2 separate regions of the Arachis hypogaea genome follow, and region 1 is linked to region 2. The links are chromatin contacts, called in public Hi-C maps. All regions are on one chromosome and are shown on one strand. The core of a region is the stretch at or near the end of the contact, and the rest is flanking DNA. Distances in the headings are between cores, read along the strand shown.

Region 1 (4,133 bases), core at 1,383-3,882, 140 kb before region 2:
CGTCATCTGGGTGTCACTCCGGATAAGTACACATTCCCGTGTGTGATCAGAGCCTGTGTGGAGGATTTGGAGGTTAAGAAGATTCATGGATTTTTGTTTAAGTTTAGATTCGAGTTGGATGTGCTTGTGGGGAGTGCTCTGGTTAATACTTATATGAAATTTGGGTTGGTGATGGATGCACATGAGGTGTTTGAGGAATTGCCTGTTAGAGATTTGGTACTTTGGAACTCAATGCTCAATGGGTATGTATTTGGCGGTGACTTTGAATATGTTCCCAAATATGTTGTATTGGATGAACCTACCGCCGTGGCTCAACGTCGTCGGAATATTCTCCACACCTGTGGGCGCTGCCTGCTGCTGGTGCCGCTATTGATGGTCTAATTCCATGTGACAAAAGAATGTTAAACAGTAGAGTGAGGAGGTTAAGGGAGAAAGATGATGATGAAGGGTATTTGAGTTGCTGTTGCCATTGTTGGTGTTGTTTGGATGAAGGGGTGGTGTTGTAATGGGTTCAGATTAAAGAGTAGTGTGGTAGTGGTGATGACTAATGATGCTGGGGATTAGTGGTGAGGATAGGGAGAATTTTTTTTTGTTTAAGGACAAAATTGTCCAAAAAATATTATTTATGGACAAAAGAATGATTTTATAACGTTTTGTAACGTTGAGGATAATTTTAATAACAAAAAAAGGTCGGGGACGAATTTGATTTTCACCCCGGACCTTAGGGACGAAAACAGTACTTAACCCTTATATGATATTAACAATAACAAAAATAATATTAATTAAAATTAAAAAATTTAAATACATAAAAAAATAAAATTTATCAACTTATATAAACTGGATGATCCAAATAATTACTAATATGTTCTTCAGGTACCGTATAATTACGAACCATTTTTAATTGGTACAAACTTACAATATTTTTTTATGTACGAAATTACTCTTTTTTTAACACTAACTCTCTTCTTCTTCTTCTTGAGAGACTTCCTCCCTAAAATCACTCTCTTCTTCTAAGTTGCCTTCGCTGAATGAATGCTGAGGGAGGGTTGATCTCAATTTAAAGAATTTCAACCCTGTGTTGCTTGTTCTCGGAGGAAGGAGGTGTCCCCTACATGCAGACACTGCAACACACCCTTCCCGTATTGAATAGGGCTTTGCAACTCCTCAGAAACGTGCGAAAATCTCTGCGAAAGCTGCATAAAATTTCTGAGCAGCACGCCTACCCCGTGTTGACATGGAGCCTCCACGTCTACGACATAGTCTGCAAAAGCTGGTTGGCACCTCTGCTCAGCACGCCCCCCGTGTTTTCCGAGAGCCTCCATGTCGACGACGAAGTCTAACTTGCTCTGATGGCGCTCTACTAACACCTCTCCCGCATGTTGATCTGACCCATAAATTAGCAAAACACCCCAATTGTCAATATTAAACCAAAACACCATTACCCTTTCCATAAGAAAAATAATTTCCATTCATTAATCACAATTGTATTAATTAAAGCCCCATCACTTCACAAATTCACACTCATACACTATGTAGGTATATGTAGGGCTGGAAGTGAGCCGAGCTGAGCTGAGCTAGACCAAGCTCAAGCTCGGCTCACGAAAATTGAGCTTGACTCACGGCTCGACTCATTAACAATCGAGCTTATTTCTTAAGCTCAAGCTCGGCTCACCAAAAGCTCATGAGCTGGCTCGAGCTCACGAGCTGGCTCAAATAAGAGAAACATAGATACATAATCTATGATTTTATATCAATAAATTATAATTTATATATTTTTAAAAATATTTGAAAAGATCAATTTTATATATTGTTTATCTATTAATAAATTATAAATTTTTATTTATGTCCTATATTAAAATTATATGTAAAAAATAAATATAAATATTAAATAATTAAGATTGTTATATATATATATATATATATATATATATATAATCGAGCCAGCTCACGAACTAATGAACTGAGCTTATCCAAGCTCAAGTTCGACTCATTTAATTTATGAGCTCAATTTCAGGCTCAAGCTTGGCTCACCAGCTCACGAATTTAGCTTATCGAGCTGTTAACGAGTCGAGCTCGCGCTGGCTCATGAGCTGGCTTGACTCAATTCCAGCCCTAGATATATGTGATGCCATACTAACAATATGTTAACATTATTGAAAAGAAAGCCATTAATTATTAGAGCATTGTACAGTTACAATCTCCCCCTACTCCTATCCTTTTCATCCTTTCCCAAATGTTTCTATCTCCGAAGATATATTGTATCTAATAATTTCAGGAGCTAATAGATATGCGTGCGTGGTCTTTGATTGTCCACCAAGAAACTCAGAAAGACAGAGCAATCAAAGAAAACATAAACATCCTTAGCTTGTTTTAAAACAATGCATACAAAAATATGTTCATCTAATTTTTACCATGGATATATCTTTAGTGGGAAAAGAATAATCTGGTCCTTTGCAGAAATATTCCTTATGGAGGATGGTGGAGATGGCTGCCATACTGAACATGTTAGTAATGTTAGATTTGACCCAATATTGAATCTAATTGCAAATCGGTACAACATGGTCTGGGGACCAACTCCTTAATGATCAGTTTTTTTTTGGTAGAAAGTATTGGTGAGCTTTTTTTTTTGGACTTGGACTTGGCCACATGGCCCACATCCACAACCCATCCAAACACAACTCTGATACAAACCCATACCCCCAAAGACCATCCTCAATTATTTCCTACCATCCACGTCCAAAAAAAAAAAAAAAAAAAATTATTTCCTACCATCTAATGACATTACCCATATCCTCTAAAATTTCATCTTCTACCTTTTCATATGTATAAATTATGGGAAAGCTTGAAAGGCATAAAAAAAAATTAATAATAAATGAGATTGATTTCAAGAATGATATTATTTTGGGGTTTATTGTATGTAAAATATTACTGGGTCTTTGTTAAATTATTGTAAATAATTACGAAAGGCAAGCAATAAGTTTTCTTTTGGGTGAAAGATAATAAATTTCATTTTTTATAAGTCTAGTAGTTCTTTATACGTATTAGTGTATTTTTTAAAATTGCAGTTACCCGAATGACTTGAATTTTTAATTTGAATTTACTCTTAAGTTAATAATTTTTTAAGTAAAGACCTCATGTTATATAAGATTATTAATGGAAAATTCTATTCAACTAATGCACGTCTAATTAATTACAAAAGGATAGATGTTCGTGAGCTTGCAGCTTCCTAGTGGCATCGGACCTGAAGGATTGTGACCGGTTCAATTGAGAGGACCTCAAAGACCCCAACATCTCTGAGCTTGAAGTTGCACAAGCTAGCAAAGTTTGTCCACCCTTCAGAAATTACCCCAAAACTACCAATTCTTTTTCTACTATATCTGGTGTAGGTTGCTTCAACCTCAATGTGGCCGTGTGCAAAGAGGAGTGGATGCCTCTGATCAGTGAAATGACTCAGATGAGGGACACTTGGCTGATTGTAGCATAGAAAAAGAACATTAAGAGATAGATAGTATTGATGAAGTCACAAAAAATCGGTAGGACAAGTTCTCAGGGATTGGCGCTCCTTGGCCAATCTTGTTTTCATGTCGAAATAGTCCTCAAAGAATTGGCAAGACAAGTTCACCAATTCCTTGCATTCAGCCAACATTACCGCATGCATGCTCATGTATGCTGTGTCTGGAATCTCCCCAACACATATTCTGTCGCTGGTATGACTCAGCTGCTTAGCCCTCTTTGTCCATCGATCAAGTATGAGACCTCTGGAGATCATAATCAAGTTCAAATATACCAGCACCCTAACCATATGTACACATATTCTGCAAACGCATTCGCCTGACACAGTTCACATATCACACTAACTAAAACTTGCCATTATCAATCATAAATACCAACACACAACTATATCACACACCAAAAAGGCTAAAACAAAAATCTCAAACATATGCCGCATCCAACTCCAATTCATAAATAATAACACACACCAATATCAAAGCAAAATTTAATGACTTCCAATTCCAATTCGTCTATGTACCTCTCTAAACGGAAACATCCAATATGAAAAGCTTAAAACTGTTGTCAACAGAAGCAGAAAATATACACACATCGTACCGTGTGGAGCAAGATTAGAAATTGGT
Region 2 (3,823 bases), core at 107-2,606:
TTACTTGAATTTATGCCACATAGATAACACGAACAGTGTATTGTTTCTGATTAAGATACATATCCACCACACTGCATACATGCTGACGTTACATTTACTATATCTTCAATTTTCACCTACATGTATATATACTAAAAATCTCCATTTCTAACAAAAATTCACATTTTCCCTCCATATTAAAAATTTTTAGCCGCAATGCGACATAAGACTCTGAAATGAGTTTTCAAAGGGAATTATATAAATATTAAATACATAAATGTTAAGGAAGCAAAAATGGAAATGCAAGAAGGAATTGATGATTTGTATAGTGTTTATATATGCAACGCATAAATACAATGTACATTTTATTTTTTTAATAGATATGTATGAATTATCTACGCTAACATTACTTATATATGATTTTAATATAGTCACCAAAAATACATGATCTTAATATTTATATATAATTATATTATTTGTTTAACATTATTATTTAGTTTTTAATGAAAATAATCATATAAATATATATGTCTATTTATAATTATTTATAAGAATATTTTAATATATATTAATATAATATTTAAAATAATAAATAAAAAATAAGTAACAACTAAGAAAATATAACACATAATAATTTTTTGGTAAAAACTCAGGCGCACTTAATTTCATGTGAAGTTAATAGTCGAGAATCATTAAATGATTTGATAAGTTTGACTAAATTATTATCTAATGATTCTGAATTATCAACTTCACTTGAATTTGTACCAAATTTTTTATTTATTTATTTTTTTTACTTTTTTAGTTTCCTACGGGCTACGAGAGCTTGACAGCCAAAAACTAATCTATTACTAATCGGAGTTTTATTTATTTATTTGGATTTACGACATGTCATTTTTTCATTCATTTCTTTCTGGATCAGTTGTGGACTTGTGGTCTTACAAACCCTACTAAAATTATAGACAAAAAATTACTTTATACAAATGTGTAAAAAATAGAATCGCACTTAAAAATCGAGTATTCTATTATTAAATTAACAACCCATCCCCCTCCTCTTCTTCTTTTTTTTTTATCTCTTAAGAGCGTATGAGATGAAAGTCTCATGCACGATTTTAAATGAGAGAAAGAAGTGAGGAATTTTCTTTTTGACTCTGACTCTCCCACTTTAATCGTTACTTTTCTTTCTGTTATTCCGAAAGTAGCTGCTCCAACTTTAGTCACTTGAGTGATTTATTTTCTTTATCGGTCCTATAAAAATAGTTACCGTAAATATTTTTTTTTTGGCTATACGGCTGGTTGAGTATTCTCTTTTTGGACAGAGGCTGGTTGAGTTAAGTGGGGTGCTTATAACTTGAAAAGTAGGTCCAAGCCCATGATGTGTAGAGGCCATACCCATATCCATACCCATACCCATGGTATATATATTGGAGCGGGGAACTAACACTAGCACCACCAGTAGGGTTTGCTGAGGCCGTCACTGCAAGAGAGGCAATTGAAGCTCTACACTTGAAGAACAATGGCCGTCGGAAAAAACAAGCGCATCTCCAAGGGAAAGAAGGGTGGCAAGAAGAAAGCGTATGTGTCCCATTCTCCTCTCTCTCTTTACTAAACGATCTTTGAGTTTTCTGAATATGAATTTGTTTGTTTCCATGGGTTTTGCAGCGCCGATCCCTTTGCCAAGAAGGATTGGTACGATATCAAGGCTCCTTCCGTCTTCCAGGTCAAGAATGTGGGCAAAACCCTCGTCACTCGTACTCAGGGCACGAAGGTCTTTGTTTTTTCTCTTTTCTTTTATTTACCTTCATTTTAGATTTAATTTGTAATCCTCTTTATATTCATTCACACATGGAAATTAGTAGTTTAGACGTGTAAATTTTTTTTCTCTATTGTTGAATGATTGTTCAGTTGGATAGTTGGATCCATTGTTTTATGTACGGATATACTGTAGCATTACTCTGCTTGTGAAGCCTTGGAATAATTTTACTGCGCTTTGCCGTCTGCTAGAATATTTTTTAATTTAGGGTGTTAGTAGTTGAAAGGTCAATCTATTAGTACTTATGCTGTTCATATTTTGATGGTTGTGCGAATGTTTCTATAAATGATAGATTGCCTCTGAAGGACTCAAACATAGAGTGTTTGAGGTCTCACTTGCTGATCTTCAAGGGGATGAGGACCACGCCTTCAGGAAGATTAGGCTGAGAGCAGAAGATGTACAAGGAAGGAATGTGCTCACAAATTTCTGGGTATGTTTTATTGCTTAACCTCCTTTAATCTATTTATTATCTTGTATGGCTGTAAACTGATTGAAACTTTTCCTTTAATCTGCAGGGAATGGATTTTACTACTGACAAGCTGAGGTCACTTGTTAAAAAATGGCAAACTTTGATTGAATCACATGTGGACGTGAAGACCACAGATAATTATACCTTGAGGATGTTCTGTATTGGGTTTACCAAGAGACGGTTTAACCAAATGAAAAGAACATGCTACGCGCAATCAAGTCAGATCCGTCAGGTGTGTTAACTGATTAAGCTATGTTTGTTCTGTGTTGAATTTGAAATGTTTTTGCTATTTAATTACAATCCACTTTTATGAGTTATTGAAGATAATATTAATAGGAGTTTAACTGGTGTGTATTAGACAGTTTTTTCTTTAGTAGTAATTTGTTGGGACATAGTATTTGAATTATTGCTATAACCTCAAATTGTTAACCAAATTTGATAATTCATTTGGGCCTTTTGATGGATTTGGGGGATTATAACATTTATATGAACATAGTTTTGCATATTACTAATGTGTGCCCTTATTTGTCTCCTCAGATTCGTAGGAAGATGAGGGAGATCATGACCAACCAGGCGACATCCTGTGATCTCAAGGAGTTGGTCCGTAAGTTCATCCCAGAAATGATTGGTAAAGAGATTGAGAAGGCTACTTCTAGCATTTACCCTCTACAGAATGTGTTCATCAGGAAAGTCAAGATACTCAAAGCCCCTAAATTTGATCTTGGGAAATTGATGGAGGTATGTCCCTTTAGAGGATCCCATGTTTTTGCACATAGGTGAGTTTTAAACCTGATCAGTAAACTGATTGTACGTTGCTGTTGTTGGTCTTTTGCAGGTTCATGGTGATTATTCCGAAGATGTTGGTACTAAGGTGGACAGGCCTGCTGATGAACCAATGGCTGAGGCTACCCCTGAAATTGTTGGGGCTTAAGTGATAAATGGGGTTTTAGATTGTTTTAGGAATGCTCCTGCATTTACTAGTATTTATTTACCAGTTTTGTTTCGACAGTGAGAAACATAATTTTGCTTTCAATCTAAATTTTTGATTTTTTGTCTGCAAGATTTAATTATCGTGTCTGTTGACCTCCCATCTATCCATTTGTTGGTTTTGAAAAGGCAAAAGAAGTTCGCGCAATATAAGCTAAGATCTGTTTATTTGTGCATGCAGTTAGAATTTTAGTAGTATACCAAAGTTTTATGAAGCTTACTATGAATTTAAGATAATCTAATGATACAATTTATTGTTATTACTGTAAAATTTTGAATTTATATAGTACATTTATAGAAATTTAAATTCATTGTTATTAGTTTTTACATAATATAATTGTGAATAGTTGAGTAAATAACGACTCAATTTTATAACTTTTTTCTTTATTTTAGTAATTCATGTATTTTTAATAAAACCAAAGAGAAGATAATGCAAAAGTTTATGGAACCTATAAAAAATGGCAACAGAAAAAGATGAAATTGTGAAACTTATATGAATATATCAATATATTCAAAATGATACAACAATGTTGTTCCAATTAGGGAATTATCTTAATAATGATCTGGTTTAAAGTGTT

Evidence for each region. Hi-C and Micro-C count contacts between places; a contact is called where the count stands out from the background.
Region 1: a contact with region 2 is called in a Hi-C map of leaf, with 2.9 times the contacts expected there. The contact joins the enhancer-like site here to the promoter of LOC112749859 in region 2. A contact is called at or near these places in 2 of 8 Hi-C or Micro-C datasets (both in leaf).

Annotation. Positions count from the first base shown.
Region 1 is chr15:19,840,905-19,845,037 of arahy.Tifrunner.gnm2.J5K5, reverse strand. No RefSeq gene overlaps it. Among protein-coding and RNA genes, the nearest start is that of LOC112749863, 8.6 kb to the right of the region's middle. Within about 2 kb of position 2,632, at least 1 of the 3 cell types and tissues checked has open chromatin away from gene starts, as enhancers often do.
Region 2 is chr15:19,697,258-19,701,080 of arahy.Tifrunner.gnm2.J5K5, reverse strand. It overlaps LOC112749859 (small ribosomal subunit protein eS1), which reads left to right and starts at 1,356. Exons shown (of 6, transcript XM_025798278.3): 1 at 1,356-1,551; 2 at 1,639-1,744; 3 at 2,082-2,219; 4 at 2,305-2,490; 5 at 2,796-2,996; 6 at 3,094-3,325. The coding sequence starts at 1,493. The coding sequence ends at 3,189.